Regions from separate parts of the Mus musculus genome. Here regions 1, 2 and 4 are each linked to region 3. The links are chromatin contacts, called in public Hi-C and promoter capture Hi-C maps. All regions are on one chromosome and are shown on one strand. The core of a region is the stretch at or near the end of the contact, and the rest is flanking DNA. Distances in the headings are between cores, read along the strand shown. Region 1 holds the start of Mad2l1bp (MAD2L1 binding protein). Region 2 holds the start of Mea1 (male enhanced antigen 1). Region 3 holds the start of Tomm6os (translocase of outer mitochondrial membrane 6, opposite strand). Region 4 holds the start of Cul7 (cullin 7).

Region 1 (2,943 bases), core at 297-2,796, 1.5 Mb after region 3:
ATTGTATGTATGTTGAAAAAAAAATTTTAGGAATCCATTTGCGTGTTTGTTAGTCACTTGGGGTAGGCTGGGGTTTCATTTTTTGTAATGCTGGGAATCAAGCTCAGGATTCATGTACTCTATAAACTGATCCCGTGTCTCCAGTCATGTCAATAGCCAAGTTTAAAATGAACTTCTTTGCCCTGCAGTGGTGGCGCTCGCCTTTAATCTCAGCATTTGGGAGGCAGAGACAGGCATATTTCTGAGTTCGAGGCCAGCCTGGTCTACAGAATGAGTTCTGGACAGCCAGGGCTACACAGAGAAACCCTGTCTTGAAAAACAACAGCAACAACAAAGAACTTATTTATTATCGTTACATGTTTGACCTTATAAACCCCCCCCCTTTTTTTTTTTTGACACAGGGACTCTCAGTATAGCCCTGGATATCCTGGAATTCACTCTGTAGACCAGGCTGGCCTCAAACTCTAGATCTACCTGCCTCTGCCTCCCCAGTGCTGGGATTAAAGCTGATATGACCATACCCAGCCATAACATGTTAATGTACTCGCGTCACTTCCCCATTTGTGTTTGTGAGTGAGCCTGTTACATAGTGGTGTAGAGGGACTCTAGTCTCTCCTTTCACTTTGTGGGTCCTGTTTGAACTCAGGTCATCGAGCTTGGCAGCAAGCTTCCTTATGTCTGTGGCATCTCCCAGGATTCCTTCCTGCCCTACTTTGAAAAAGCTTATTCATCCCCCTATGTGAGATCAAGTTCAAACTTCACTTGGGAATTCCTGTCATGACCTTGATGCCGTTTATCTATTACCACCTTAACAATTCAGGTAGGCCTGGAACTCAGGAACTCTGCCTCCTGAGTGCTGGGATTAAAGGCGTGCACCGCCACTGTCCTGCTAAAAACCTTAACTCTTTATAGTATTATAAGGGTCTATGACGGGCGTGGTGGTGCACGCCTTTAATCCCAGCATTTGGGAGGCAGAGGCAGGTGGATTTCTGAGTTCGAGGCCATCCTGGTCTACAAAGTGAGTTCCAGGACAGCCAGGACTATACAGAGAAACCCTGTCTGGAAAAACCAAAAGAAAAAAAAAAAAGGGTCTATGATTTGCTCAAGAAAGATAACCCAGACTCAAACAGTATGTAAACACAAAGAGTGTTTTATTCTGCAGAAGTCCAACATGCTGGAGTCTCCCATTACCAAGATAGAGAGACCCCGAAGTGAGTTCAAAGGCTGGATTTAAAGCACTATTAAGCGAATTCCAGGGAGGGGTAGGTGAACTTCTAGTTTACTTAATCTTGGCTCTATCTCTAAGGACATTCCAGAATGGGGGGTTGGGGGCGGGGTGGGTGCTGGAAACTATTGCTGAGAAAAAAAAAAAAAAAAAATGAAGGCATCCCCAGCCCCAGGGGACGACTGGGTCGCCTAAGTGGGAGGGGCCAAGAGCTCCCCGGCTTGGGTGTGGTTCAAGTCATCTCCAACCTCCACCATTCAGCGGCTGCGCTGAGTCCCTTCTGGCTGGTAAGAGCCGGAAGTGGAGCTTAAGCTTCCCATGATTCTTTGCGGGGCGTCTATTTTAACCGCAGGACGACTAGGCTGGCAGTCGCGATGGCTGCGTCCGGTGAGGAGGATATGTCCGAACTGTCCCCTGCTGCTGCCCCAAGTAAGGCGTGGGATCCATAACTTGGGGACTCGTTTCTTCCCTGCTGCTACCTCCCCAGATGCATTTAGTGGCTGACGTTTCCTCCGTCGTTCCTTTCTGTCCTTGTTCCTGGTGTCCCAGTCCGCCCTATCTCTGCAAGTCACTCCCTCGCCCTTAAGTGGAATTGTTTTTCCTGCCCTGTCCCCTTGGGTGTTCTGCCCCTGATATTTCATACCGAAACATTAGTCTCAGTCTTCTAAAGCCCCCTTTCCTGTCCCTGATGTCACTTAAATCGTCCCCGGCCAGTATCAGGTTTCCTGTCACCTATGGGAGTGTCTGCTGATGGAGCCTCTGGGAACGCTAAGACTAACGCTGACTTTGACAACCCCTCCCCTTTCTTTACCTTTTCACTTATGGACTAGATTTGGATTGGTATGAGAAGCCGGAAGAAACTCATGCTCCTGAAGTAGATCTTGAGACTGTCATCCCGCCAGCCCAGGAACCTTCCAATCCTGCGGAGCCCTTTTGCCCAAGAGACCTGGTGCCGGTGGTGTTTCCCGGGCCTGTGAGCCAGGAAGACTGCTGCCAGTTTACTTGTGAACTTCTCAAGCATATCCTGTACCAGCGCCATCAGCTCCCTCTGCCCTATGAACAGCTGAAGCACTTCTACCGGAAAGTTCCCCAGGTATGTGCAGGCTTTCTGAGAAAATTGGTGGGAAGACTTTGTGGCTCATAGATGATGGGGAAGTAGAAAAGTGACCTAAGATGTCTTCAGCCTCCCTGCAAGTCTAGGCTTTTGCAGAGCCTTCCTTGCCTCATTTTCTCTGCACTTGGGTCTCTCCCTTTTTTCTCTTGTTCTTTTTCTGAGACTCTTCCTATTACCGGTTGTATGAGGATATTATTAGTTCTTTTTGGAGCTGTACTGATGGTTGTGAGCCATCATGTGATTCCTGGGAATCAAACTCAGGACATTTTCTGCCCGCTCCGGCCCTGCTCACTCTGGCACAAGGGTTTGTTTGTTTGTTTATGGTTTTCTTTGAGACAGGGTTTCTCTGTATAGCCCTGGCTGTCCTAGAACTCACTTTGTACACCAGGCTGGCCTTGAACTCAGAAATCCGCCTGCCTCTGCCTCCCAAGTGCTGGGATTAAAGGCGTGTGCTTATTTATTATATGTAGGTACACTGTAGCTGTCTTCAGACACTCCAGAAGAGGGAGTCAGATCTCATTAGGGATGGTTGTGAGCCACCATGTGGTTGCTGAGATTTGAACTCAGGACCTTTGGAAGAGCAGCAGTTAGTGCTCTTAACTGC
Region 2 (2,732 bases), core at 147-2,646, 1.0 Mb after region 3:
AAAAAAAAAAAAAGAACGGGACCAGCTCCTCTCTCCCTAGTGCCTCAGTCAGCCCAAGACCCCCAACACATCATCACGCCCTCATTATTGCCAGGTCTGCCCATTCCCAAGTCTAGTGAGACAGCATTTCACTTAGATTCTGAAGTCCACAAAATCTCAGGTAACGAAATTTTTAGGAATAAAGTGATCTTGTTTGGGGGTGAGGGGGAGAATGGGGGGCATTGTATTCGGTTTTTCTCTGTGCAGCCCTGACTCTCCTGGAATTTGCTCTGTAGACCAGGAGACCACCAGCCTGCCTCTGCCTCATGAGCGCTGGGATTAAAGGTGTGCACCACCATGCCCAGTTCTTACTAGTTTTTGGTAATTATTTCTAAATGAAGGAATGAGCTTTGGTTGTTTTTGTACCTGGGTCCATGGGGATAGAGCTGTGGCTGCTCAATGCGGCGGCTCCCTCCTCATCTTCATCCTCACTCTCCAATGGAGGGTCTGGCAGATGAAGCCCCAGGGCCTGCAGAACCAGAGAAGATAATTTGTTAGGCGCCCCTCCCCCTGCCATTATGATAAACAGCTGTTGGTACATTCCATCTCATCTGCTTAGTAACAGCATCCTCCACCATACCTGGATCCGATCTTGGATGTCAGCAGCTCCATCTTCTCCTTCACCCACTGGTGCCAATTCCACCTCTTCTTGTTCAGGGTCTTGATTGAGGGGCTGGTACGAGTAGCCTGCTGGGCCTGCTCCTGTTTCCTCCTGCTCTTCCTCGGGTTCTTCACTGCTCCAATCCCCAGTTCCTTCTGTAGGACCCTGATGTGGCCCTAAGTCCTCAGTCTGATTGGGGAAGATACGCTCAGGGCCCATGGTGTCTCCCCCTAGAACTACTGCTGCCATCCGGGCAGGGGCTGCAGGGACAGAAAGGCGGGATAGGGATGGGATGAAACCAGGTCTCCTTTCACGTTCAGCCACCCACTTCCCTCTCGCATGGAACTTGCATCTTCCTCCCGTCTCTCCTGCCTCCCTGTCTCAAGTTTGGGTTCTCATATTGAGCTGGAGCACACACGTCTTTAACTCGCCCGATTCCTAAATGAACCGACCACCGGAGGGTTTCACCTCTTCCTAAAAGCCTCTTCCCAGAACCTCGCCCCTCTCACCACGCCCCTCCTCTGGAGGTAACTGCTGGTCGCCAGGCTACCCACCATAGCGCGTCCCCGCCCCTCATTCCCTCTATTCCGGGGGAGTGTAGTACCGCCTGGCAAAAACCCCTTCAGGCCCAGGGTCTCCCCTTCAATGGCCCCAGCTACAGAGTCCCCTACCCGCCCCACTGATTCTCGGCGTTGGTATTTCCTCGCGCCTCACCCTCTCAGAGCCCACAGCCGGACCCGCACCTTCACTTCCGGCGGGGCAGGACATGCTGGGGCTCTTAGTCCTCCAGCCCCGCCCCGTGCCCGAGACTGACGCAAGCGAGGACAAGTCCGCCTCTTGCCCCGCCTCCGCCATCCCCTGCCCGGACCACAAAGAACTACATTACCCAGTGACCCTCAGGCGTGCGACGTGAACTGGTGTTCTGCGCATGCGCACAAACCGGCCCCGCCCACCCGCTCCCCATCTTTCGGCCCTGGGGTAATTCGTGGACTACAAGTCCCTGAAGCTGTCGGGCCGGCAATTCTCACTGCACGTGCGCGTCCCGCTGCCCGCCGGAAGGACGAAGTCTGGCAGTGTTTATCTCGTTGGGGACCGAGGAATCGGTTGGCGGGCAACGGGTTCTAGGCTGCTGGCAGCGCGAGGACCCGCGGCCCCACCCCGGCCCGGCCTGGCAGGTAGCCTGGGATGGGTTGGGGGGATGAGGAAAATTGAAGGGACAGGCGACGCCCATTGCCTACGGCTGGGGCCGCGCGGGAGGGGCTGAGAAGGCTGAGCTGGGGGTGGGGAGGGAGCTAGGGGGATGCTGGGAAAGAGGAGTGTTAATGGTCCGCGAAAGGGTTAGGGGAAAATGGCCTGGAGACGGGTGGGAGAGACCTGGTGGCTGGAGGAAGCGCTGAGAGAAGTGGACGAGTGGGTTCCGAAGAGAATCAGGAAGCTGAGCATAATGGCAGGGGGAGGGGGCAGTGTGGCGTCGTGGGGGAGGGGCGGCTGAGAAAGGTGGACTACAACCGGAGACCAGTCTCATTCACAGAGCGGTATGGTTGGCAGGGGATAAGAATGGCTTGCTTCCCTTCGTGAACTTAGACGAGTTAGAGGGCTCTGGTGTGGACCTTGAAGTGGTGGGAGGAGGAACTGCAAGGCTCTCGGGAAATTAAGAAGGGAAGGGGCGCGAGCAGGGAGGGGAAGCCGACCTCAGGGGCTGGGATGTTGAAAATGGCCTATTGGTGGGAAATGCTGGAGACCCAGAGATAACGTATAACCTCCTGCCTCCGAGTTCTCCTTAGGAAGATGGAGTCTTCCTCCGTCTGCCACTGGGATTGTAGTCTTATCTTTGTGCATTTTCGTTTTATCTGGACTTACTTTCAAAGGAGAGTAAAAGATATGAAGGAGGTTGATAGGCTCTCCACCACCACGTTCTTTCCTTTCTTTCTCTATTTTTTGTTTGTTTTTTTTTTTTGAGACAGGTTCTTGTAGCTCTGGCTAATTTGGGACTTACTGTGTAGACCCAGGTGGCTGACCTTAATTACACAGACATCCCCCTGCCTCCATGCCCCAGCACGAGTGCCTTGGACTTGGATTCTTAAGCTTTCAG
Region 3 (3,093 bases), core at 590-3,089:
GCGCTGGCACGAGAACCACTTCTGCTGCCAGGACTGCGCAGGGCCCCTGGATGGGGGACGTTATGCCCTGCCGGGGGGTAGCCCATGCTGCCCCAGCTGCTTCTCAAAACGCTACAGAAGTGCGGGCTCTAGCTCAGTAGGAGTAGCGGAAGGACAAGCGTCTTTTGGTAAAGGAGGGGACGGTGCAGATCTTAAGGGGAGGGAGCGGCGGCTTGGGCTGAGCATAGAAGGGGGTAATTTCCCAGATCAGAACCCTTCGCCCCATGCCTACGCTGTCCTACCCGCTCCAGCAACACCCAGTCCTCCCACCGCAACCCCCAGACGCGAGCATTGGGGCCCGCAGCTCTCACCGCGCGTCCCTGGCCTGCGAGCTCCAAAGGCCTCTTGAACCCACCCGGCGGGGCTGCGGCGCCGGACTCGCTCCCAGGCGGGGGAGGCGGTCGCCCACTGGTGGACGGAGGCGGGGGGGCCCCTGGGGTAGACTGGCGGCAGCGGTGGCGCGCACGGCACAGCCTGGGGCGGGGCGGGAGGCTGCACGCAACCCTGGCCCGCCTCTTGCACAAGGACTTGGGGGCTCTGAGATGGGCATTTCTGATGGGTTTGGAACAGAGGAAGAAGGACCCGATCCAAGCGTCGGCTGGAACCGTGCCTCCTCGGATGACAAGATCACCTCCCGAGCTGCGCTTCTCTCTGCAGTTCCCACTCTCACCCTGGAAACCCTGAATGGGGCATCCAAACGGCAGGATAGAGACGGCCCACAGACACCCGGGAGTCCCATAGAGGACAGCCCCTGCCCCACCTGCTCCTCTTCCTCTGAGTCGGAACCCGAAGGCTTTTTCTTTGGCCAGCGCCTTCCAGAGCCCTGGAAGACCCCCGAAAACCTGCAAGCAGATGACAGAGACATCTCCAGGAAGCACTGCACCATTTGTTAGTGGCGCGGCCTGGAGATCAGGGTGGTGGGATTGGGGTGGGGTGGGGTGGGGGGACTTATGTAGCGAGATAACAAGGCTGTGCTGTGTAAAGACCGGACACAGAAGGCAGCCAGGCACGCGGGATAATCCCATTGGTACTGCACGCTCTCTGACCTGAAAGACACTTTCTTGGGAGCATCCCACTGCCCAGCGCCTACAGGGTGAGCTAACCCCTATCCGCAGAGGCTGGGCTAGCCTCACCGTCATCACCTTGCTTAAACTAACTGGGTTGTAGAGCAGCACTGGGAACCGACCCCCGTCCCTGGGAGGCGGGGCCGCGGGGCTCCGCCTCCGATCAGGCGTCCTGGCTCTACGAACTCCTGGAGGAGGTGGGGGCGGGCCTTCTCGCTCATTTCTTACGCTGATCGGCGGAAGTGCGGAGATCGGAAGTTGCGCAATCGGCTTGCGACGACCCGGTGCGACGCTCGGTTGGTACGTGCTTAGTGCTGGTATGGCTTCCAGCGGAGTGACGGTGAGCGCCGCCGGGTCGGCCAGCGAGGCCTCAGAGGTTCCAGACAACGTGGGAGACTGGCTCCGCGGTGTCTTCCGCTTCGCCACCGATCGAAACGACTTCCGGAGGTAACCAAGCCCGGGCCGTCTCTGGTCCTCATAAACTTAAACTTGTATTTCCTTACCTGGTGAGTCTGGCATGCATCCCCAGAGGTTTTATCGCTTTGAGAACCTTGTGGTCTCGTGGTGGCAAAAGACACCCTGTCACGTGGCTTTCAAGGAATGACGCTCCGGGCTACAGCGATAGTTCAGACGCCAAGCCTGAGGATTTGGGATCCATGGGACCCGCCGATCCATGAGACCCGCAGGGTACAAGAAGAGACCAACCCCTGCGGGTTGTACTGACCTCCACACGTGCGCTGTGTCGCGTGCACGCGCACGCACATACACAAATTAAAGAACGTCATATTTTTAAAGAAATCGCCCTAACCTAGAAGGCAGGGAAGGGGTGCCAACGCATAAGCAAATTTTAGCCCCCGCAGAGTACTAAGTTGGCCTTGGCTTGTGTTAGTAGATGCGAACGTAAAATTCTCATGTGCATATTAGGAGGACATACCCCTGTATCAGGTGTCAGTCAGCACCTCCAGAAGGTGGTGCTGAGAGGAAACTTGCCATAGTATGTCATTAGCTGCATGAGACTCTCGGACTGTAGGGTTAATGAAATGTATTCTTGACCCAGGAACTTGATCCTCAATTTGGGACTCTTTGCTGCGGGAGTCTGGCTGGCCAGGAACTTGAGTGACATTGATTTGATGGCCCCTCAGCCAGGGGTGTAGCCAGGTAAGACTTCACTTTCCCCTGCCTATTTCAGGAATCCTAAAAGATGAAGACAGCAGTATGTTCTGTCAGCTAGTCACAGAAGTAGGGAAGATTCTTGGGGTAAAGCCTTGCCCTTGTGTTTCTAGGTGAGAGCAGTTCTCCTGTGTTTCCCCGTTTCTGATGCTGTTATCTGCTTACAGAGAATGGAACTCCTGTGTATTCAGACTTTCCAAAGACAGCCTACTGTCTGTGACCACAAGATCCTACCTGAGTGGCAGCTGAAGTTGACTCCCTCTCCTTGCCTGAACCCCCCCCCACTGCCCCCCCATCCCCCAGTGTCGGCTGAGATGTTGCCTCTGCACGGTTCTGTGTGCAGTTCCCAACTTTCTGCAGAAGATGGTCCTTGCCCTTGTCCTGAAGAGTAGTAATGGTTCTTGAAAAAGATTTCAAATAAAGCCTGCACATAAAAGACAGGTATTTTATTCTTTTAATAAGAAACTTATTACAAAAACAAGGTGTAAAAAGTCCGCTTACAAAAATCAAATAAACATGACTTGTATTTCACACTCAAGAGACAGGCATGAGCCCCAAACATGATCTGCAGTGGAGATGAAATGGGAATGGGACCACCCACTTCCCAGGGATGCACACGTGCCGCAAAGCTGATTCTTGAGCAGTTCCTACTGCTGAGTCTTCCTGTAGGAAGAAGGTGGTGGTTGTCGTTTTAGTTTGCCAGGTGGGTTCTCCAGGGACCAGGGAGGCATTGTTGGGATAGAGTGAGACCTGGTGGCAGGAGTGGACAGTGATGTGTGGGTGGAGACAAACGTGTCAGGGAGCACAAGGAAGCAGCTTC
Region 4 (2,751 bases), core at 237-2,736, 1.0 Mb after region 3:
CGCACTCCTCCAGCTGCCGAAGGGCCCTCTGAATCAAGGACTTCACATCTGTTTCCATCTCCCCCAGCACAGACTTGTCGAGGGCCCCTGCCTCAGTGGACTCCCGGGAAGGTGCGATGACTTGGCCATTCTCGCCCAGCATCTTGTGGCAGTTGGCATAGATCTCATCGTCAGACATCCATAACAGGATATGCTCAGCCTTGCAGTCCACTGTAGAGTCCCGGTCCCCATCATCCCCGCGCCTGAGGATGAGCCAGCGGATCTGATACTCGGGGTGCCCATTATGGCCAACCCGTTGGCGGATCAATTCATCCGGATACGCGTGCAAGCCAGGCCCCAGGGGCACCCTGAATTCCCTGTATCGTAGCTCCCCTACCATCGTGGCACCTGAGACACACAAGGAAGAGAGAAAAGGCAAGCTAGAGTGAGAGGGAGGTCAGAAAACAAGGGCATCCAGGAGTTGGAGGAGCGAAAGCAGCAACAGCTGTTATTCTGGGTGGGGTAAAGTTGGGCCTGCTTCGGCCGGTGAGACCTGGACTGGACAGAAGAACATTGCGGAGTTTGTTATTCAAGAGCAAAATATTGGAGCTAAGAGGTCTCTAAGGCTCGCAGCCTCGAGTGGGTTTGGTTCGGAACACCCGGAAGGGCAGTGGCATAGAGCAGTGTTGGATTTACAAATGAAGCCCAAGGTCCTGGGACAGATAAAAGTAATTTAGGGAAACGGGTGTGTGGGGGCCCAGAACTGTGTCGGAGGGGGATGCGGTCTCTAAATTGAAGCACTGGATTGTGAGGCCCAAAGGAAAGGGCACAGAAATGGCCATCAGCAAAGCACGATGGGCTGGGAGAAGGGGAAGGTATGGGAGACATCCATGACCAGAGGCGCGAGGCCGGGAGAAGGGTGCATCAGGGGTCCGATGGATAAGCGGCGCGAGGCTTGGTGGATGGGAATCAAGACCCGAGAAGGTCCGGAAAGGGCGTGGTGGGATAGGATGGGGAGGTAGGCCCAGTAAAGGATAGTCCCGAAGCACGGTTGGGAAGGAGACGCGAGGCTCCGCGGTCGATCGGAAGCCCAGAATAGGGGCAGGGGCTGCGGTGGGGCTCTGGCCACCTCAGAAGTCCGCCGGGATCCTGGCGCGAGGCCTGTCCTTTGCAGAGCTAGGGACGCGCGGAACACGATGGCGGCTGCGGCGCTGGCGAGTGTTTGGGCCCCGCCTGGGCCCCCTGAAGGGGTCTAGGCGCAGAGGAGGGGGCGTGCCTCTGCAGGAGACAGGCGGGCAGAGGGCGTGACCAGCAGAGGCCTCCGAGGCGCGCCGGCGCACTGCCTGCTGCAGGGTGGAGCCTAGTCCTGGCTGGTGCTCCAGGCGCTCCGAGGCTCCGCCGCCTGCTCCAGCCACCGCTCGCTTCCGCCTGATTTAGCGGAAAGCTGGGGGCCGGGGGCCATCAGCGGGCGGAGTAGCGGGTGCCACCTGGACGACGCAGCCCTCCAGTCCTGCACCGCCCTTTCCTCTTCCTCTTAGTCCTCCTTCCTGCTGCCGGAAGTGCCTTCCCATTTCCCAAAGCCAGAACTGGATAGGACCTTGGAGGTCATTTCTGCCCCCTCCCCATCCGTTTTTCCATCCTCTTCCCTCTATCCCTGTTTACTTCTTGTCCATTCTGTACCGCGCCCTCCCAAGTGAAAAGGTAGTAAGAGATAAAAACAAGAGACATTTTATTAGAGTCCAGGGCAATCAGTTTTGGGCAGCAGCGGAGGGCAGCTTCACATAACTCTTCATGGGTGGTAGTGGCCGAATCTTTCGGCCGGCCCAGCCTCCCTTGCGTTGCCACAGCCCACTGTTAGGCCTCTTGCCCAGCCAGCGGTTCCTTCCTGCCTTGCCGATGACCCGCTGGTTATGGTTAACGTTGGATACTCGGCCTACAGTTGCAGTGCATGACTCCAGCACCTGACAAGAGAAGCAGACAAGAACGCACCGGTGGGGACACGAGGCTGGCAGGGCAGTGTTGGGAACACTACTCTGGGTGACTTCTTACACTCAATGAGGGACGGGAGAAGGGAGAAACACAAAACATTAGAATATAAACGTGGGTCCAACAATGAATTAAAAGTTAAGGAAAAGACTCCCCATATCTATGTTTGTGTCTGTGGTTTTCTTTTGGAGTCAGGGTCTGGGAAGGTATGTAGTCTTGGCTGACCTGGCACTGCACCAAGACACCCCTGCCTCTGACTCTTGAGAGATGGGATTAAAAGCCAGTTCCAACCTGGTGGTTCAACCTACGTCTTTTTCTGGTTTTTTGAGAAAGCCTAGGTGGCTTGCTTCTTTTGCCTCAGTGTCTGGGATGCTGGGGTTACAGACACGGATGGCCCGGCCTGGCTGGGAAGGGCATCTCGACTCTAAAGTTCCAGCCTGATATGGCATGCTTAGTCAGGTAGCAGAAACAGAGCAGACACAGAGGGAGGCACTGCCTGGCATCATAAACACTTGGGAGACACTGAGGGACATTCTAAAACTTCCTTCTCTTTTTCTTTTTGTTTTTTGAGGTAGGGTTTCTCTGTGTAGCCCTGGCTGTCCTGGAACTCACTCTGTAGACCAAGCTGGCCTTGAACTCAGAAATCCACCTGCCTCTGCCTCCCAAGTGCTGGGATTAAAGGCATGCGTCACCACTGCCCGGCCAAAACTTCCTTCTTTGCTGACCCCTCCCATCTGTGCCCATACACACCTGCATTTGCCTCTTCGAGGGCAGCTGGATAATGGC

Evidence for each region. Promoter capture Hi-C pulls out the DNA fragments that hold promoters and counts their contacts. Hi-C and Micro-C count contacts between places; a contact is called where the count stands out from the background.
Region 1: a promoter capture Hi-C map of liver shows a contact between it and region 3, with 3 times the contacts expected there. The contact joins the promoter of Mad2l1bp here to the promoter of Tomm6os in region 3. A contact is called at or near these places in 4 of 39 promoter capture datasets (hippocampal neurons, liver and pre-B cells) and 1 of 115 datasets of contacts at active chromatin or transcription factors (astrocytes).
Region 2: a promoter capture Hi-C map of pre-B cells shows a contact between it and region 3, with 2.9 times the contacts expected there. The contact joins the promoter of Mea1 here to the promoter of Tomm6os in region 3. A contact is called at or near these places in 3 of 39 promoter capture datasets (liver and pre-B cells) and 1 of 115 datasets of contacts at active chromatin or transcription factors (bone marrow-derived macrophages).
Region 4: a Hi-C map of CD8 T cells shows a contact between it and region 3, with 4 times the contacts expected there. The contact joins the promoter of Cul7 here to the promoter of Tomm6os in region 3. A contact is called at or near these places in 1 of 39 promoter capture datasets (liver), 3 of 484 Hi-C or Micro-C datasets (CD4 T cells, CD8 T cells and regulatory T cells) and 4 of 115 datasets of contacts at active chromatin or transcription factors (astrocytes, embryonic forebrain, embryonic stem cells and 1 more).

What each region holds. Positions count from the first base shown.
Region 1 is chr17:46,152,154-46,155,096 of GRCm38.p6, reverse strand. Mad2l1bp (MAD2L1 binding protein) reads left to right here and starts at 1,546. Exons shown (of 3, transcript NM_025649.3): 1 at 1,546-1,654; 2 at 2,056-2,318. The coding sequence starts at 1,600.
Region 2 is chr17:46,679,785-46,682,516 of GRCm38.p6, reverse strand. Mea1 (male enhanced antigen 1) reads right to left here and starts at 1,396. Exons shown (of 4, transcript NM_010787.2): 1 at 1,312-1,396; 2 at 620-900; 3 at 406-508. The coding sequence starts at 889. Klhdc3 (kelch domain containing 3) reads left to right here and starts at 1,587. Exons shown (of 12, transcript NM_027910.3): 1 at 1,587-1,815.
Region 3 is chr17:47,686,356-47,689,448 of GRCm38.p6, reverse strand. It overlaps Tomm6os (translocase of outer mitochondrial membrane 6, opposite strand), which reads right to left and starts at 1,839. Exons shown (of 3, transcript NR_045945.1): 1 at 1,332-1,839; 2 at 800-881; 3 at 1-719. Gm20517 (predicted gene 20517) reads right to left here. Exons shown (of 9, transcript NR_157366.1): 9 at 2,710-3,093. Usp49 (ubiquitin specific peptidase 49) reads right to left here. Exons shown (of 7, transcript NM_198421.2): 7 at 2,710-3,093. It overlaps Tomm6 (translocase of outer mitochondrial membrane 6), which reads left to right and starts at 1,063. Exons shown (of 3, transcript NM_025365.3): 1 at 1,063-1,550; 2 at 2,161-2,261; 3 at 2,441-2,804. The coding sequence starts at 1,423. The coding sequence ends at 2,257. It also overlaps Prickle4 and a transcript of Frs3 not described here.
Region 4 is chr17:46,649,073-46,651,823 of GRCm38.p6, reverse strand. It overlaps Cul7 (cullin 7), which reads right to left and starts at 1,486. Exons shown (of 26, transcript NM_025611.5): 1 at 1,109-1,486; 2 at 1-387. The coding sequence starts at 379. It overlaps Mrpl2 (mitochondrial ribosomal protein L2), which reads right to left. Exons shown (of 7, transcript NM_025302.4): 6 at 2,716-2,751; 7 at 1,692-1,940. The coding sequence ends at 1,728.